Regions from separate parts of the Mus musculus genome. Here region 2 is linked to region 1. Evidence: chromatin contacts called from public HiChIP or PLAC-seq data. All regions are on one chromosome and are shown on one strand. Each heading gives the region's core, a stretch centred on a gene start, on an enhancer-like site or on the middle of the called end of the contact. The rest is flanking DNA. Distances are from core to core; before and after follow the strand shown. Region 1 has its middle 11 kb from the start of Nufip2. Region 2 holds the start of Cryba1 (crystallin, beta A1).

The links. HiChIP or PLAC-seq counts read pairs in DNA pulled down with a chosen protein or histone mark.
Region 2: an H3K27ac HiChIP or PLAC-seq map of embryonic stem cells shows a contact between it and region 1, with 8 read pairs. The contact joins the promoter of Cryba1 here to the enhancer-like site in region 1. A contact is called at or near these places in 2 of 39 promoter capture datasets (cranial neural crest and macrophages), 2 of 15 datasets of contacts at CTCF or cohesin (CD8 T cells and the NIH/3T3 cell line), 7 of 484 Hi-C or Micro-C datasets (CD4 T cells, the G1E-ER4 cell line, the HL-1 cell line and 2 more), 3 of 115 datasets of contacts at active chromatin or transcription factors (the SCID.adh cell line and embryonic stem cells) and 3 of 9 other capture datasets (adipose tissue, liver and pancreatic islet).

The regions. Positions count from the first base shown.
Region 1 is chr11:77,672,123-77,679,058 of GRCm38.p6, reverse strand. No RefSeq gene overlaps it. Among named protein-coding and RNA genes, the nearest start is that of Nufip2, 11 kb to the left of the region's middle. Within about 2 kb of position 5,353, at least 10 of the 459 cell types and tissues checked have an H3K27ac peak or open chromatin away from gene starts, as enhancers often do. A contact at or near this core is called in the HL-1 cell line and embryonic stem cells, where this site is marked.
Region 2 is chr11:77,722,601-77,729,431 of GRCm38.p6, reverse strand. Cryba1 (crystallin, beta A1) reads left to right here and starts at 4,139. Exons shown (of 6, transcript NM_009965.3): 1 at 4,139-4,181; 2 at 5,818-5,882; 3 at 6,705-6,823. The coding sequence starts at 4,151.

The DNA of each region.
Region 1 (6,936 bases), core at 4,104-6,603:
TGGCCTTTGAAAAGGGAAAGGAAGACCTCTGGGCTCTTCCTCTCCTTCACTTTGCTTCCTAGTTTGCATGGAGTGAGCAGCTTTGGTCCATGCAAGTGCTTCCAGTCTTCCCTTGTCATAGACTGAAAGACCAATGAATGACCTAAGAGAGCTTCCCTCCCTTTTACTGTTTATCTCAGGAAGTTTGTCTTAACAGTGGCAGAATTTGACAGAATTTCCAGATATTTGATTTAAGTTGATTCTAAATAAGGCAGTTAGCAAGCTCAACCAGGTTAGTGTTTTCCTGAGTTTCAGAAGGGCAGGCAAAAGCTGTAATTGAAATTCAAGAACATTTTGCTGAGCAGTGGTGGAGCACACCTTTGATCCCATCACTTGGGAGGAGGAGGAGGCAGTCAGACCTCTGAGTTTAAGGCCAGCCTGGTCTACAAAGTGAGTAGCCATGGCTATGCCAAGGAAACCTGTCTAAAAAAAATGTTAAAAAGGGGGGGGGGGCTGGAGAGATGGCTCATAACCATCTGTAATGGGATCTCATGCCCTCTTCTGATGTGTCTGAAGTCAGTGACGACAAGTATAGTATATTCATATACATAAAATAAATAAATAAATCTTAAAAAATTTTCAAAAAAAGAAAGTTAAGTTGCCATTTTTTAAATTTTTCTTTATTTTATTTATATGAGTACACTGTATCTGTCTTCAGATGTGCCAGAAGAGGGCATCAGATCCCATTACAGATGGTTGTGAGCCACTGTGTGGTTGCTGTCAATTGAACTCAGGACCTCTAAGCCATCTCTCCAACCCCCAATATTTTTTTTGTTTTGTTTTGTTTTGTTTTTCGAGACAGGTTTTCTCTGTATAGCCCTGGCTGTCCTGGAACTCACTTTATAGACCAGGCTGGCCTCCAACTCAGGCCTCGAACTCAGAAATCTGCCTGCCTCTGCCTCCCAAGTGCTGGGATTAAAGGCGTGCACCACCACGCCCAGCTTCCAATATTTTTTTTAAAGTATTTATTACTTATGTGTAGAGTTTATACCCAACATGCATGTAAGTTTTTGCCAAAGGCAGAAGAATGCTTCTGCCAGGTGTGAGGACACATACTTTTAAAGATTTACTTATTTATTTTACGTATATGAGTACACTGTAGCTGTACAGATGGTTGTGAGCCTTCATGTGGTTACTGGGAATTGAACTTTTAGGACCTCTGCTCACTCCGGTCAACTCAGCTCACTCAGTCCCTGCTCACTCTGGCCCAAAGATTTATTTATTATTATACATAAGTACACTGTAGCTGTCTTCAGACAGGTTGTGAGCCACCATGTGGCTGCTGGGATTTGAACTCATGACCTTTGGAAGAGCAGTCAGTGCTCTTACCCAGACTCACACTCCAGGCTCACACTCTCAATCCCAGCTCTCCAGAAGCAAAGACAGATGGATGCATCTAACTTTTTTTTTTTTTTTTTTTTTTATGGCTTTTCAAGACAGGGTTTCTCTGTATAGCCCTGGCTGTCCTGGAACTCACTCTGTAGACCAGGCTGGCCTCGAACTCAGAAATCCACCTGCCTCTGCCTCCCAAGTGCTGGGATTAAAGGCGTGCGCCACCACTGCCCAGCTGTTTTTCTTTTGTGTTTGATGCTGACATGTTAGTGTGTGTGTGAACAGGATGCTAACATGTTAGTGTGTGTGTGAACAGGATGCTAACATGTTAGTGTGTGTGTGAACAGGATGCTAACATGTTAGTGTGTGTGTGAACAGGATGCTAACATGTTAGTGTGTGTGTGTGTGAACAGGATGCTAACATGTTAGTGTGTGTGTGTGTGTGAACAGGATGCTAACATGTTAGTGTGTGTGTGAACAGGATGCTAACATGTTAGTGTGTGTGTGAACAGGATGCTAACATGTTAGTGTGTGTGTGTGTGAACAGGATGCTAACATGTTAGTGTGTGTGTGTGTGTGTGTGTGTGAACAGGATACTAACATGTTAGTGTGTGTGTGAACAGGAGGGGCATGGGCACCAGAACAGGTGCACAGAGGTCCAAGAACAAGTAGTGGAAGTTGCTTCTCCCCATTTACCCTGGTGGCTACAGGAATTGAACTCAGGTTTGGCAACAAGTACCCTGATTTTCTGAGACATCTCACGGGCCCAATAAACAGTATTTTAAAAGAGAATGAATCAGGCTTGGTGGTATATGTCTGTAATCTTAGCACTCAGGAGATCGAGTCAGGATTGAGAGGTCAATGCTAAGTTCATCTCCAGAGAAGTTAAAGGCCAGAAATGAAAAACAAAAAAAAAGAATGAAATCAGAACACAATTGTCTTATCAACATGAATTCAAACTAAAATGGCATTTTATTGCATATCAAATCTTTAACAGATAAAATGAGTTTATATGGTGGAGCAGTGGTGGCACACGCCTTTAATCCCAGCACTTGGGGAGGCAGAGGCAGGTGGATTTCTGAGTTCGAGGCCAGCCTGGTCTACAGAGTGAGTTCCAGGACAGCCAGGGCTACACAGAGAAACCCTGTCTCAAAAAAACAAAACAAAACAAAACAAATAAATAAATAAATAATAAAAAAAAATCAGCCAGGTGTGGTGGCACACGCCTTTAATCTCAGCACTTGGGGAGGCAGAGGCAGGTGGATTTCTGAGTTCGAGGCCAGCCTGGTCTACAAACTGAGTTCCAAGACAACCAGGGCTATACAGAGAAACTCTGTCTTGAACCCCCCCCCAAAAAAAGTAACTTTGGGGCTGGAGAGATGGCTCAGCAGTTAAGAGCACTGACTACTCTTCTGAAGGTCCTGAGTTCAAATCCCAGCAACCACATGGTGGCTCACAACCAACCTTAAGGAGATCTGATGCTCTCTTCTGGAGTGTCTGAAGACAGCTACAGTGTACTTACATATAATAATAAATAAATCTTAAAAAAAAATCTTAAAAATAAAAGGGGGGATCCGCAACCCTATAGATGGAACAACAATATGAACTAATCAGTACCCCTTGAGCTCATGTCTCTAGCTGTATATGTAGCAGAAGATGGCCCAGTCGGCCATCATTGGGAAGAGAGGCCCCTTGGTCTTGCAAACTTTATATGCCTCAGTACAGGGGAACGCCAGGACCAAGAAGTGGGAGTGGGTGAGTAGGGGAGCAGGGCAGGGGAGGGTATAGGGCACTTTCGGGATAGCACTTGAAATGTAAATGAAGAAAATATCTAATAAAAAATTGAAAAAAAAATCAGCCAGGTGGTGGTGGCGCACACCTTTAATCCCATCTTGGACTACATAGAGAAATCACATCAAAACAAAGATTCAGTTCTCTCTCTCTCTCTCATATATATATATATATATATAAAGTTGGATCCAATAGTTAGATGCATCCAGAAATTGGACTAAAGGTTTGCCTGAGCCAGGCAGTGGTGGCGCATGCATTTAATCCCAGCACTTAGGAGGCAGAGTCAGGCAGATTTCTGAGTTCGAGGCCAGCCTGGTCTACAGAGTAAGTTCTAGGACAGTCAGGGCTACACAGAGAAACACTGTCTCTAAAAAACAAAAACAACAACAACAAAAAAGGTTTGCCTGAGAGTAAAACTTAAAATAGACTAGCTTAAATTAGCAATACAGAATAGAATATAGTCACTGTGGTCAGAATGACTACAAAGCTATAAGGAAATAGGATAATCATAGAAACTACAGCCTACTGGCTTTATTGCCTCTCTACAGAGTATTTCAAAAGTCATATGATTGTTACTGTTAATTATTGATTGTGGTATAATAATTTACCTAATGACTTTATGGCCTTTAACAAAGTTAGTACTTTAATTACTATGTGTGGCTTTCAAATTTATTATTTCCCCAATATGTTAGTTTGTTTCTCTCTGTGTCTGTTTTCCTGTGTGTGTGTGTGTGTGTGTGTGTGTGTGTGTGTGTGTGTGTAGGCACAAGTGTGCCATGGTATATGTGTAGGTGCCAGGATTTTATTAAATTGATACTATTGTAAAATTGATGCTGAGGAGACCCTGAGCCATCTCTCCAGCCCAATAGTTTTTGTTTGTTTGGTTGGTTGGTTTTGGTTTTTTTCGAGACAGGGTTTCTCTGTATATCCCTGGCTGTCCTGGAACTCACTCTGTAGACAAGGCTGGCCTTGAACTCAGAAATCCGCCTGCCTCTGCCTCCCAAGGGAATGCTGGGATTAAAGGCGTGCTCCACCACCACCCAGCTATAATTAATTTTTTAGGGGTGTGGGCAAGCAGATTGACTTTTGGTCCCAGCACTTAGGAAACAGATGGAGGCAGATAGATCTCTTTCAGCTCCAGGCCAGTTAGGGTTACACAGTGATACCCTATCTCAAAAACGATAAATCCAATACAATACAGTAAAAATGATTTTTTAAAGGTTTATTTATTTATTTATTTATTTTATATGAGTACACTGTCACTTTCTTCAGACACACCAAAAGAGGTCATCAGATCCCATTACAGATGGTTGTGAGCCACTATGTGGTTGCTGGGAATTGAACTCAGCACCTCTGGAAGAGCAGTCAGGGCTCTTAACCTCTGTGCCATCTCTCTAGCCCCAAATATAAACGATATTTAAAACTTAACTTTTTTTTTTAAATTTGCATGTATATGGAGAGGAGGATCCAGGGACAACTTGTAGGAATTTGTTTTAGTTCACCATGTATGTTCTAGGGATTGAACTCAGGTCATCAGGCTAGGACCAAGGTTCAGTTCCCAGGGTCCATATAGTGGCTCACAATCATCAGAAACTCAAATCCAGGGGGTCCAATGCCCTCTTCTGTCTTTTGTGGACAGTGTACACATGTGTCTTACTTGCTAACATAAAATTAATATATTTAATAAATTTTCAAAAAGAATTTTTTAAAGATTTATTTATTTACTATATGTAAGTACACTGTAGCTGTCTTCAGACACACCAGAAGACGGCATCAGATCTCATTACGGATAGCTGGGAACCACCATGTATGGTTACGGGGATTAGAACTCAGGACCTTCAGAAGAGCAGTCAGTACTCTTAACTGTTGAGCCATCTCTCCAACCCTCAAAAGAAATTAATGTTTTGGGGTTTGAAGTATTTTGTTGGGTTTTTGTTCATTGGGGTTTTTGGGTTTTTTTTTGGGGGGGGGGTGTTCCAGACAGTTTCTCTGTGTAGCTTTGGCTGACCTGGAACTCTAGTAGGCTAAAGCTCAGACTTTTATTTACATATCAATTTAGTCATTTACTCCAGGTTCCCTCCTAATTATCCTATGAATCAGCATTCTAGGAGCCCAGCCCCTTTTTTTGTTAACAAAAGAGCAAGCACCTTTTTCTGTTAACATTGCAAATGAGGGCTTCTGGAGAGTTGACTCAGAGGTTAGGAACTTTGTCTTCTTTTCCAGACAAGGGAAGTTCAATTCCCAGCAACCACATTGTAGCTCATAAATATCTCTAATGAGATCTGGTGCCCTCTTCTGGCGCACACGTGTACGTGCAGGCTGAATGCTGTATATACGTTAAATGAGTTCAGAGATTTGCCTGCCTTTGGAAGCATAGACAATAAGCAAGCTGGGTGGAAATCTCTCTTTGAGATCAGCATTCCTACCAAGCCTGAGAGACTGATCTCTCTCTGTCCCTGGTTGACCTTGAACTCAGGAATACACCTGCCTTTGAATCTTTCTGACAAGCTGGCTCACAGTGCAGCTGCCTCTATTCTTTTAGGTTCATGAAGCCCCCTCATACAATTCATATTGCATCCTTATATTTTGCATAGTTGAGAAATTATATATTTTTGAACTCAGGTTTTCAGAGTTCTTTTCCACAGCCTTAAGGGCCTTCCTGAAGGTTTCAGTGTTTATTATTTTTACTAAGGACATAGACACACCCTCACCTCCCAGGTTCCTGCTCTCTCTGATTATCTCGAGTCATTCATCTTGGCAAGGAGAACATTCCCTGATAACTTTGATGGGGAGACTATTTCCTGAAAGAGGGACGCGAAGTAAAAAATATTTTCTTTTTTTATACAAACAAGCCTCTCACCCAGCAACCATCAACACCTTGCCCTGCTGGCTTTATTCTGGGGTCAAGAACTGAGTCAGTCCATCCCTTGCACATGGCCATACAGGACTTGGCAACTGGCCTAGAAGTAACTATGTAAACCAGGCTGGGCTCTAACACATGGAAATCCATCTGACTCCTCTCCCTGGTATTAGGATTAAAAGTATGTGCCACCATGCCTGGCCAGAGCTACAAAATATTAAAAAAAAGAAACAAAAGAAAGAAAACTATATTCATACACAAGTATAAAATAAAGTACAACTTAGATCAAAGCCACTGTTGTACATTTTTTAAAAAATCATATGGCTGAAGAGATGGCTTAGGGTTTTAAAAACAGCTCCTGCTCCTCCAGGGGACCTGAGTTCCTTTGTTCTGGCACCCATGTTGGATGGCCTACACAGACTTACTGCCATAAATCTTTTAAAAAAAAATTATATCGCTTCTCTCCCTTTTGGCTAAGATTAAGTGTAAAAAAATTGTAAGTGACTCAATCATGAGTAACCTAACTGTATATCTTTTTTTTCAAAGATTTATTTATTTATTTTATGTAAGTATGCTGTAGCTGTCTTCAGACACTCCAGAAGAGGGAGTCAGATCTCGTTACAGATGGTTGTGAGCCACCATATGGTTGCTGGGATTTGAACTCTGGACCTTTGGAAGAGCAGTCGGGTGCTCTTACCCACTGAGCCATCTCACCAGCCCTATCTTTCTTATTTAAAGATTTATTTATTATTACATCTAAGTACACTGTAGCTGTCTTCAGACACACCAGAAGAGGGCATCGGATCTTGTGATCCTATGGTTGTGAGCCACCATGTGGAAGAGCAGTCAGTGTTCTTAACCACTGAGCCATCTCTCCAGCCCCCTAACTGTATATCTTAAAAATTCTACAGACA
Region 2 (6,831 bases), core at 2,890-5,389, 52 kb before region 1:
TCTGCTTGTCGGGAGTAGAGAGTGGACTGTGTCATCAACAGGACATCCTCTACCTAGATACTCATTCTTGTATCAATGTTACAGGTTCTATTGGAAGCAAACTGGTTGGTCTGCAGAGCTGAAAATTCTGTGAGGCTGCACTGGACTGAAATGCTTGCAAGCCTGTCACAAATGGAAGAAGCTGGCCTTGGCGTTAGCTCTCTGGCCAGTGCACATCTATCCATGCCTGGAAGCAGAGGAAGCAAAAGTCTGAGATGTCTCCCAAGTTCTTGGCCACTGCTTGGCCTTCTTAGCCTTTTCAAAAATCATCTGGGCCCCAGCTCTCCTTCCTGTTTAAGGACATCGAAAGGGACTGGGGAGAAAAGGTCCCCCAAAGCAGGCCCTTGTGGGAGAGGCAGGAGCAGGCAGAACGCTGACAGGGCCCTTTGCTTTGTACCTTTCCTGCTGTGTCCAACAGAAGTGCTACTCAGCTGCCTGGCTAGCCCCATTGTCCTCTCCACAATGTGCTGAGTCCAAGGGCTTCCCTGGCCCCATGGCCTGACTCCCCTACCCCTGGGCCCAGAGGCAAGGCCAGAGAGACAAGCCACCCATAAAATTTGGTTGAGTAGCAACCATCCCTGGCATGTGGCCAAAGGATGAAGAAACCCGAATTTGCCCAGCTGACACTTTGCAGGGGAAGGTTGTCCTATTTCCCTGGGTTAGTCATCACCCCTGCATCCATGAACGGTCATCCTACTTGCTCCCACAATGAGTATGTGGGCTAAGAAAATGTTTCCCAATCCATGTCTCTGATAGACCTGCAGAAAGAAGACAGGGGCTGGAGATGAACCATGCTCAAGTCTCTTGGATCCCATCCCCAGAGCAGTGATCATCCAATGCCAGGCACCAGGCCACAGAGGAAAAAACATGTACTTTGCAGTCAAATAGACATGGGTTGAATCCTGCTAGGTTTCTTGGCTTAGAATCTAGCCTTCCCGTTCCTCAGTTTACTCAAGTCTATAAAATTACTGTAGCATTGACCTATTTCGTGGGGCTGTCCCGAGAGGATCAGGAACAAAATGCCAGACTGGTGGTCAATGCTCTCTCTTGTTTTGTTTTTTTTTGTTGTTGTTGTTGTTGTTGTTTTTCGAGACAGGGTTTCTCTGTGTAGCCCTGGCTGTCCTGGAACTCACTTTGTAGATCAGGCTGGCCTCGAACTCAGAAATCCACCTGCCTCCGCCTCCCGAGTGCTGGGATTAAAGGCGTGTGCCACCACACCCGGCTCAATGCTCTCTCTATGCTACAGTTACTACGGATGAACAGGAAATTGTGAAACCCAGTCTGGGAAGGGACCACATACAGTTTCTCCCTTCATTTCTACTCCCTTGCCCTAAATTCCCTGAAAAGAGGTGGGACTAGGAGCTGGAGCTTTGAGGTAAGGTCCATGTAGGACAGGCAAAGCAGAATCTCAGATAACAAGGGAAGTTCCACATCTTTGTGAAGAGACGTGGCTCAGGGCTAGAGTGTTCGTCTAACATGTGCAGGCCCTGGGTTGATTCGCAGTGTCATGAAGGAAGCAACAGCCACTCAAGCCCCCATATCAGGCTATCCTTTTGATAATTAGCACAGGAGACCTCAGAATCCTCAAGTCTCTGGGACGTAAGGTGATAAAAGAAAATGATGTGTGTGTTGGGGGTGGGGCTGGCAGCTTAGGAATTCTTGGTGGACATATGCCAATGGTTTGCACACTCTCTGAGCCACACACAATCCCCCATGCAATGATTTTGTGCTTCTATTTCCTCTCTGAAATGAAAAGTTAACTAAATCAGTCTTTACTGAGCCAACAATTCATTCAAGTATAAAACTCTCCCCAAAGATCCTGAGTGGAAAAAAGAGTCCCAGGCAGTGCAGGTGGGATGGGCAGCTGTGTACAGCAGGGTGACAGGGCAGTGAAATTGTCACATGTTCACTGTGCCTCTTCCAAAGTCACAAGACTCATTCATTTTCTCAAAATGGATTTATCAAGCTAAATAGAAGAAGCAGATAATTAGGTGGTATTTATTTTTCAAAAATAACTGTTTTAATATATATAGTTTTCCCAGACAGGGTTTCTCTGTGTAGCCCTGGCTGTCCTAGAACTCACTCTGTAGACCAGGGTGATCATGAACTCACATGCCCAACTCTGCCTGGAATTAAAGGTCATCACTGCCTGGCTAACATAAAATGTATTCTTGTTGCTTAAAGTTCAAAGACTACAGAAAAATATATTGTGAAAAAATTTGCCCTAAATCAAGTGGCTCAGTTCCCTTCTTTGAATCCCAATATCTCTAGTTTCTAAAGAAATTTTTACAAGGTGAGGCCATACAAGTCAGTCCAGAGATTAGGAGATGAAAGAAGTAGTTGACCAAAGAAGTATTTTTCTTTTTTCTTTTTTGGTTTTTCAAGACAGGGTTTCTCTGTGTAGCCTTGGCTATCCTGGAACTCACTCTGTAGACCAGGCTGTCCTTGAACTCAGAAATCCCCCTGCCTCTGCCTCCCAAGTGCTGGGATTAAAGGCATGCACCACCACACCCAGCTTATGTTTAATTTTTTTAATTAAATATTTTCTATATTTACATTTCAAATGTTATCCGCTTTCCTGGTTTCCCCTTCGAAAATCCCCTCCCCCTGCTCCCCAACCTTCCCACTCCCATTCCTGGCCCTGGCCTTCCCCTATACTGGGGCATAGAACCTTCACAGGACCTGGGGCCTCGCCTCCCATTGATGACCGAAGAGGCCATCAAGAAGTATTTTTCTAAGATGGCAGTCTGGAAAGGAGAAAAAGGACTAAGACAGGGGGTGGGAAGTGGGGGACAGCAAAATGGCTCAGCTGGTAAAGATGTTCCCTTCCACCACTGAATTTAATCCCTGGAACCCACTTGGTGGAAGGAGAGAACTGACTCTCAGAAACACACATGCACACACACGCACACACACACACACACACACACACACACACACACACACGCGCACACACGCACACACACACGCGCGCGCACACACACTCACACAAACTAAGTAAGCAAATGTAAATGCACACACACACAAGTGATAACCACCAAAAAATCCCTCAGGTTATTAGCCCCAAATTTTTAAAAGCAAACTACAGTATTAAAGTGAGTATTTAATAAAACAAAGTGAGATTCAGGTCTACCTGTCAATTGTAATTGAATTTAGCTACAGATGTGTAGAGAATAATCGAATAAGAAGCTTTGCTGGGCAGTGGTGGCACACGCCTTTAATCTCAGCGCTCGGGAGACAGAGGCAGGCAGATTTCTGAGTTCTAGGCCAGCCTGGTCTTCAGAGTGAGTTCCAGGACAGCCAGGGCTACACAGAGAAACCCTGTCTCGAAAAATCAAAACAAAGCAAAACAAAACAAAACCAAACCAAACCATGGGCTGGAGAGATGGCTCAGTGGGTAAGAGCACTTACTGCTCTTCCGAAGGCCCTGAGTTCAAATCCCAGCAACCACATGGTGGCTTACAACCCTCCGTAATGAGATCTAATGCCCTCTTCTGATGCATCTGAAGTCAGCTACAGTATACTTATGCATAATAATAAAACTTTTGTTTGTTTTATTTTATTTTGTTTGTTTTGTTTTTGAGACAGGGTCTCATTATATAGCCTGGGCTGTCAAAGAACTTAATATATAGATCAGCTGGCCCTGAAATCATAGAGATCCAACTCTGCCTCCGTCTCCTGAGTGCTGGGATCAAAGTCTTGCCCCATGACTACTTCTGGCTCTGTGTGTGTGTGTGTGTGTGTGTGTGTGTGTGTGTGTGTGTGTGTGTGTGTGTGTGTGTGTACATATGCAGATGGTCCATTTTGATGTGCTTTCCACAACCTTTCAACATTTTAGGTAGGTCCCAGGTGGAACAGGATAGGGACAAGCATTCACTGTAGAGCACTTCTGTCCTTAGCTCCCAGCTGCTCTGAGAAGCCCAACAGTAGGGCCCCTGCACTTCTGGAACCCTAAACAAAGCTCTGAGGGACACCTCCCCCAATAGGCTGAGCCACTAAAGCTCTGGGGATCAGGAGGAACAAAGAGAGAGGGAAAAGAGAGTGCTGACAGAGCCGCTGGCCATCATCTGTGGGACTATAAAGAGGGGATCCGGAGACGAAGCTGCACCAGATGGAGACCCAGACTGTGCAGCGGGAGTTGGGTGAGTAAGGTCTTGACGGCGCCTTTATCTTTCCTTTCCTCGATAGACAGATGCAGAGGAAAAACCAGTTGTGTCCCATTTAGAGGTTAGAATATTTGAAGGTAGAGAAAGTGGGGGACAGCTTCATTTGCTACCTTAAGTAGTTGCCTGTGGCAGTAACTACATTTTTAGCAATGGAGACTAGGAGTCAGCAGGTCGCAGGGCACAGGGCGGGCGTGGCAAGGAGGAGATGCTTATTTGGAGGCTCCGTTGCTATGGAAATATCCAGATTTTCATGCATTAGCTCCTGGGCTGGATGCCAGAGTAGAATCCTCAGTGTTGGTTCTGGGTCTAGAAACCTGATATACACGTGCCAGTCTTCTTTCCCCTTCCCTTTCCTTCACCCATCCTTCTCCTCATCATATACTGCTTAACTTCTACGGTCTTTGGTCCTCGTTCATGAAATGGGATAGTGATGGTATTTGACTTGTGAGGACTAGATACATTATTCAAGTAAAGCAGGGACTGACATCAAATAAGCCATTGGCTCTTTTGTTTTGTTTTGGCTTTTCAAGACAGGATTTCTCAGCGTAGCCCTGGCTGTTTGAAACTTACTCTGTAGACCAGGCTGGCCTCGAACTCAGAAATCCGCCTGCCTCTGCCTCCCAAATGCTGGGATTACAGCCGTACACCACCACACCCAGCCCAAGCCATTATATTTTTATAATTACCCTTTCTTCTTCACACACAGTACTAGGAATTGAATCTAAGAGTTCATACGCATGCTGGGCAAGCACTCTAGTACTGAGCTGTATTCCCAGCCACATCTCCCGCTCCCTCTTTAAGACTAAGTTTTCCTATGAAACCCTAGCTAGCCTGGAACTCAATAGCCCTTACTTATTGATTTGAGACAGAGTCTAAGTGTAGTCCAACTCGGTCTTGAACTTGCAATCCTCCTACTATTTCAAATAGCAGGCATTAATTTCAAATTACTCTATGCCTCATCTTCCCACAGCTTTGGCATGGTGCTGTATCAGTCACACAGGAATTTCTGCTATGGAGATACTGACACAGTGTACACTCAGTAGTGACATAGATGAGCACTGTAAGTGCTGAAGAGTGAGGGAGAAGTCAGACTCTGCAGGTTGGAAAAAGGCAAAGGAGTCGTGAGGCAGCAAGGTCAAAACATCTAGGTCTATGAGAGAGGAGACAGTGGCATGGGCATGCAGGATAGGTTAGTTTGGGTGCTGAGAAGACAAGAAGGTTGGACTGCAGTTTAATGAGTGGCAGGTGAGGTGGGGAATTCTGGCCCTCCCGACTGAATGACTAGATACATGATGAGTCTAGACAGTTGTTAGGAAGTTGATATTGTGAGGCCCAGGCAATGTTCTCTGAAGGCAAGCAAGAGGACAGAAGGAATATTTAACAAGAGTACCAAATGCTTTTGCAGTCTTTTACCTGTATTACTTTTCTAATTTTTACAGTGTCTATATGTAAAAGGTTTGTTGATAGAAAACCTGAGGTTTTGGTAGTAGCCCCAGAGCCAGGATCTCAACCAAAATCTGGGACTGTAAGCCTCCGTTCCTTTTTCCTACACCTTACACCTCATTACTCCCATCCTGAAAATCACATCACTGATATGTATCCTCTCTTCCAGAAACTCTTCCAACCACCAAGATGGCTCAGACCAACCCTATGCCAGGATCCTTGGGGCCATGGAAGGTAAGCTGAGCCAACGGCATGAAAAATGGAAGAATCCAGCGGGGCAGGGCTGCGGTGCTGGCACATAGTAACTACCAGGCTGCACTTATTCTTGAGACAGTCCCCACCCAAAAACAAAGCAAAGCAAAACTGTTCTGTAGGAGGAAGGGCCAATCTGACATCTAGACATTGTTGAAAGGTGGCTTTCCTGGAGGTCTATGTCAGTTGGGAGATGGATGCTTGTTTCCTAGGTCAATTCTAATTTGCCATTATGTCTCCCAAGAGCCATGAGATGCAGGACCTACCTCAACCTGATGTTGGATTTAGTCATGAGCTGGGTCTTTCACTATTCCCCTAACACTTAATCCTTTCCTCAGTTGTCAACTCTGAAACAAGTTCACAGTTTGGGGAGCTTGCCAGATCAGGAGCTAGGTTCTAGTTGAAAGGATGAAAAAATTATCACAATCCTCCTTTAGTGCCTTAGAAGCAAAGAAAAAAAAATCCACAGGGTGCTTCTCAAAGTCCCAGAATCCTGATCTCTGGGTCACATGGGTGCAGGACACATGGTGGAATCAGAGTTCACACGGCCTTGATCTATTGAGCTCTGCATTGTCCCTGGAACACCATTTCTATCATAAACTTAGCCTGAACATGTTAATGTCACTGGGCAGTGGTACCACTTTGAACCCCTTTTTTGCCCTGTCTTCACTGGAAGAGACCTTATCAGGCATCCTGGGTTGTAGCTAGTTATGAAAACCACAGGATGAAGTTTGTTCTTAACTTGCACCCCTATTCTCAATGCTTTACCTGGTTCTCTTCCTTGTCCCATTCAACTCCATTCAGATAACCATCTACGATCAAGAGAACTTCCAGGGCAAGAGGATGGAGTTCACCAGCTCCTGCCCAAATGTCTCTGAACGTAATTTTGATAATGTCCGGTCACTTAAGGTGGAGTGTGGCGCGTGAGTAT